Linked DNA regions of Mus musculus: region 2 is linked to region 1. Evidence: chromatin contacts called from public HiCAR-type data. All regions are on one chromosome and are shown on one strand. Each heading gives the region's core, a stretch centred on a gene start, on an enhancer-like site or on the middle of the called end of the contact. The rest is flanking DNA. Distances are from core to core; before and after follow the strand shown.

Evidence for each region. HiCAR-type assays count read pairs that join an accessible place to other places.
Region 2: a contact with region 1 is called in a HiCAR-type map of astrocytes, with 7 times the contacts expected there. The contact joins the promoter of Tmem200c here to the promoter of Mtcl1 in region 1. A contact is called at or near these places in 1 of 39 promoter capture datasets (liver) and 1 of 115 datasets of contacts at active chromatin or transcription factors (astrocytes).

The regions. Positions count from the first base shown.
Region 1 is chr17:66,448,488-66,451,187 of GRCm38.p6, reverse strand. Mtcl1 (microtubule crosslinking factor 1) reads left to right here and starts at 1,438. Exons shown (of 14, transcript NM_172963.4): 1 at 1,438-2,700. The coding sequence starts at 1,843.
Region 2 is chr17:68,835,880-68,838,579 of GRCm38.p6, reverse strand. Tmem200c (transmembrane protein 200C) reads right to left here and starts at 1,444. Exons shown (of 2, transcript NM_001206661.1): 1 at 1,047-1,444.

The sequences.
Region 1 (2,700 bases), core at 189-2,688:
CTGTAAGTGCAAATTGTGTCGGAAGGTTTCAATAGGATCTGAGCTCAAGCCCCAACAAGACATTCTATCTTCTGGTTTATAATCAAAAAAAAAAAAAAAAAAAAAAAAGCCATTTCCTGCAGCTTCTGACGGTTCGGGCTACGGAAGGCCATTCTGTCGTTAAGACCACGGACTTTGAGTACAATTTTCCTTTAACATTTCAAGTCTGTACTCTCCTCGTGCTTCGGGATGCAGTCACCCACACCATGCCCTCTGCCCCACCCTGCGGCTCTGGGATCTTTCTCAGCAAATAAGATCAACCAGAATCCTTCACTTTCCACTCCACAGCTTTAGGTCTAAGCCCTGTCCCACTTAACTGTGCTGTGAACTTCAAGACCAGCATCTTTCAGGAAACACACAGGATTTCCCCGCTGGCGTCTTCTTCTTGTTCATCCCTGCTCCCCAAATCCCGAATCTAGATAGAGGACAACTTAGACTTGTCCTCGGGGCGCTTATTGCCCAACATCCAAAGCCTGGGATATAAACCACACGGAACATCTGTCAAAAGCACTTTACAGTGGACGGGTGAGTCCTTCTCTTTGCTCAGTTAATCAGAATACATCTACATTCGGTTTTCTCTGATTCTACAGGTGAGGCGGGAATCGGAGACCCAAAAGGTCAAGTACCTTGCCCACGGAGCGGAACCCTCAGGCTCCTTGGTGCTCTAAGGCAAACGTGTACTGCTGAGACTCCGGTAGACCTAGGTTTGAATCCCCGCTCAGCCCCGGAGTTCAAACAAGCCACTTCACTTCCTCGTGCCCATGTCTCCTTCTGAAAACAGGATTTCGAATTCGGGACTGTCATCATGCGAGTAGAAGCAGTGCCTGGAGCAAGGTCGCCGGAACTATAAATGTGAGCTCCCTTTCAGACCCCGGCTTGACGAGCTGCTTCTCCGATTTCTACAGCGGCTCCTCCCTTTCAGAGCTGCCCAGGCCACTGGGGGTGCCAACTGTGGAGCGCTGTGTCGGTCCTGACGCTGCATCCGGTACCAGGAATCCTTAAAGAAGCTCTGGGGAGAGCGGTGGGCAGCGAAGCGAAGAGGGGAGGCAGGAGTCAGATAGAGGGGGCTGGGTGGAACAGAGAGAAGGCTGGCACCCACCGCAGAGGGGCCCTCTACCCCGCCTGCACCTGAAGTGTCCCCAAGTGGCCGATGCCCGCCCTCTTCCCTCCCTTCACCCCAGCTTCTTCCCTTCCTAGCCGGCTCAGGGTGGTAGCCCCAGTACATCCAAAGGCAAAGAGTGGTCCTCTGCTGCGTGGACGCGTGGGCACTCGGGCTCTGCGTCTCCCGCGTCCCCCGAGCTGCAGCCCCGCCTCCTGCCCGCCCCGCCCCCTCCCCGTCCCGCTAGCAGGAGGCGGGGCGTGCGCGTCGGGCTGGGGACGGAGGGGGACGCGCGTGCAGCAGCTTCTCTCCGCCGGAGCAGCCGAGCAGAAGCCGTGGCTGCCGATCCCCCGCGGACTGGCAGTGGGCGGGGAGCGGAACTCGGGAGCCGGGCGCGCGTCGCCAGACAAGTGTTTTTGTGCGAGGCCGCGGTGGCGGCCACTTCAGCTCTCTGAACGCACGGTGCAGGGGATGCGAGCGGCCGTGGCGGCTGTGCCAGGAGGATCCGAGCGCCGTTGACCTGAGCGAGGGGACACACTCCCCCGGGTCGGCTGAGTGCGGGGGAGGGGACGGCGGGAGCGCAGGGTGCACGCCGGGCGGGGCAGGGGGTCAGTGATGACCGGGCGCGCGGGGAGGCTGCACGCCGCCGCCGCCGCCCGGAGCATCTGCCGCCTGAGCTGCGGATCGCAGCCGCCGCCCGGGCCATGGAGACGCTGAACGGCCCCGCGGGCGGCGGCGCCCCGGACACCAAGCCGCAGCCAGCCGGCCAGCATCACCGCCACCACCACCTGCACCCGCTGGCCGAGAGGAGGCGGCTGCACCGCGCACCCTCGCCCGCCAGACCCTTCCTCAAGGACCTGCACACGCGGCCCGCCACGGCCACCCCCTCTGCGGGCCGTGCCCCGACTCCCGCGGCTCCTCGCTCGCCTAGCCTTGCCGGGAAGGCGCCGCCGTCGCCCGGGCCCCCGGCCGCGCCCGGTCGCCTCTCCCGACGCAGCGGTGTAGTCCCCGGCGCGAAGGACAAGCCGCCGCCGGGCGCCGGAGCCAGGTCGGCGGGCGGCGCTAAGGCCGTCCCGGGGACCAGGAGGGCGGCGCGCGCGGGGCCGGCGGAGCCACTGTCCCGGGTTGGGAGGCCGACTGGGGCCGAGCCACCGCCTGCCGTCGCGAAGGGTCGCAAAACCAAGCGCGGCCCCGGGACGCCTCCAGCTCGCGCCGTCGTGCCCCCGGCTCGCGCCTCCCGGGTCCCCGCCGTGACCCTCTCTGTGACCTCGGTGGCTGGCTGTCGTATCAACCACACGGACAGCAGCTCGGATCTCTCCGACTGCGCCTCCGAACCCTTGTCTGATGAGCAGCGCCTACTCCCCGCCGCCAGCAGCGACGCTGAGTCGGGCACCGGCTCCAGTGACCGGGAACCCATACGCGGAGCACCCACTCCGAGCTCCGGATCCCGCGGGCCGCCGCCGGGCAGCCCCGAGCCCCCTATCCTGCTCGCGGCGCCCCCTGTCGCCAGTGCCTGTCTCGGGGGCCGAAGCAGCCCAGGCGGGGCCTCCACAGGGTCCCCG
Region 2 (2,700 bases), core at 195-2,694, 2.4 Mb before region 1:
GAGAGTACGTACAAATACACAGGAGAGTAAGTATAAACACCAAATATACTCGCCCCACATGTTTATACTTATTGTATGTCGCAACATAAAATTTGCTGCTTTAGTTGAACTGTAGGCTCCAGGTCTTTAATAGTCTTGAAGTCTAGATTGGCTTCAAGAGACTTTAAGGTCTAGGCATTTTAGAAACAAAGCCAGCTTCAGCAGCCAGGGTGGCTCTCTGAAGAGAGATGCCCCCCGGGAGCTGGATGTCATGAAAGAGGCACCTTTCTGCATTCCTCTTCTGCAAGCCAGCTTTACATCCAGCAGAATATAAGAAAAGTTGGAATAGATTTTAACAAGGTTTACAGAAGATGTTTAAAATTAGTTTAATAGCTTCTAATTATTCCCTAGTTTATTATTCTTCCAGCTCTCTTGAAAGACGAACTCCTTTTCAGCATATCACGATCTGACACAGAATACTGACAGAGGTCAGGTGACACAGAAAAGCCCCCCCCCCCCAAGCTTTCCTTAGACCAAAGGAAGGAAAACAAACTTAGCAGTGGATCTGTCTGCCTTTGCAACTGGCTGCCTGGCGCGAGTCCTGCCTTGGTTAAGGAATGGAGGATGGGGAAATCAAATGAGGGATGTCTAAAAATACAACTGCTTCCAAGAGAGAGAATCAAGTTCTCTGCTCATGATGGATAGAACCCAGCATCAAAGACTTAGGGCCCCAGATTGTGAGCGATGCTGTGCCCTGCACCCAACCCAGGTCCTCGACCCCCGGCCCCTGGCCCTCAGGGCCGCGAGTCTCTTGCCCTTGCTTTGGTCTAGTCACATGAGTGCAGCAGCTACGAGTCCGCCTCAAGTGAAGTGAAGGCAATCCCCAACTCGCCTTTTCTGGGCAGCGCAGTCCTGGTAGCACGCCCAGGAGAACACCTGACTCAGAACACCGGCCAAGGGGCCTGGGCTCGGGGACAGGAGGGCTAGTGAAGGGCGCTCGGAGGCCGGGGATTGACAGAAATGCTCAAAATGGAGGCACTCTAAGCAAACAATAATCGCTCACTTACCCAGGGAGACCGGGGCAGCTCGGGAGACACAAAGAACCATGGAGAAACTTTTCAGCCCGAGCCGACGGCGGAGCGCAGGGACAGCGCCCCGGAGCCCCGGGAGCGAGAGCGGCTGGACAGCCCGGTGGGGACGAACCTGCGCCAGGGGCTCGCAGTCCCCTCAGGCGCGGTGGCGGAAGCCATTTCCAAGAGTTTCCAAGAAGTGTCAGGTCCTCCGCATCCCGCGCGCCGCCTGGAGCCCTTCTTCCCTCGGGCGCGCCTTCCCTGTTGCCACGGTCCCCTCCCGCTGCGCACACTGCCGACCCTGCGGCCGCGCGCTCTCCAGCCCTGCGCCTCTTTTGTGTGGCTGCGGCGCGCCGGGCTCCGCCGGGTGGAGTTGAGCCCGCGGCGGCTGCTCCGGGCGGCCGGACTGGCGGCTGTTGCTAAGAGACCGGAGCCATGACACAGGGAAATTGCGGCAGGATGGCAGTAGGTACCCGGCCCGGCTTGGCTCTCAGGGGGGCACCCGCCCCCCGCCCCGCCCCCTCTACCCCCAGCCCCTCCCCCGCCTCCTCTCCAGCCTGCCGTCCGTCCCTTCGACAGCGACTTGTCCCCCTTCCCAAGAGGGGCACCAGGGGAGGCGACACCTGCACCGCGTGCTTGAACCAGGTCGGGGCGCGATCGTGTAAGGCAAGGTTCTGAACGCAGCTGAAACGCCTTCAGCCTCAGCTGACAGCTTGGTTCTCTTTCCCCAACTACCTGTCTGAGCACCTAACCCAAGAGGATCCAGAGAAACGCCAGCCCCTCCCAGGGAGTTCCCCATCAGGATCTGAGTGATGCTGTCCCTGAAGACAGGGATTATTCTTCAGGTCTCTGGTCCCTCAGGCTCCCATCCTCTCTGCTCTCCCTTTTTCTTATTACAGTGCACACAGCCTCGCCCCCTACCCCACCTACACTTGAGAGTTTGCAGCGTGGATGCCCCAAGAACACAGTAAGTGCCCCCCCCCCCCCAACGAACCAAGCCAGGACGGGCCGGAGCGGAGCGGAGCGGGCTCACAAACTAGGTGCTCTCACCACCGGACTCACATAAACCTCTGTCAAATGCTATCACACTTGAGCAGAACTGGGCTGTGTAACTGGCCTTAAGGGACCTCAAGGGCTCCCTGGAATATGGGCCTTTGAGTCTCTTCTGAGGTTAGAATGGGCTGAAAGATGCTTAGGCAGGCCCTACAGTTCCCTCCCTCTACCCTCTGGGGTAACCCAAGCCTTCAAAAAGAAACACGTTCTTAGGGAATGGCAATCAGGGTTAGCTTCAAAGAGGAGAAATGGGGGTAGGGAGGTTACTCAAACTCTCTATGTCATTTGAAAAGCAGAGAAGAACACACACACACACACACACACACACACACACACACACACACACGAGGGAGAGAGAAATCCTATTTTTTATCTTCATATTTTCATTCTCTCTCAAGCACATAGTAGAAATGACAGGGAAAAGAATTTTCAAATGGAATTTCCCCACTGAGTGTTAAGAAAGTTAGACAGGTTTCAATTAGTTATTAAAATGACGTGGCTAGGATTCAGGCAGAGAGGAAGAGAAAGGCAGATAAAATCAAGGCTCCCGAAAATTAGGCATCCAGGCAAGGGTCTTGTAATGGCGACTGTGGTGGGT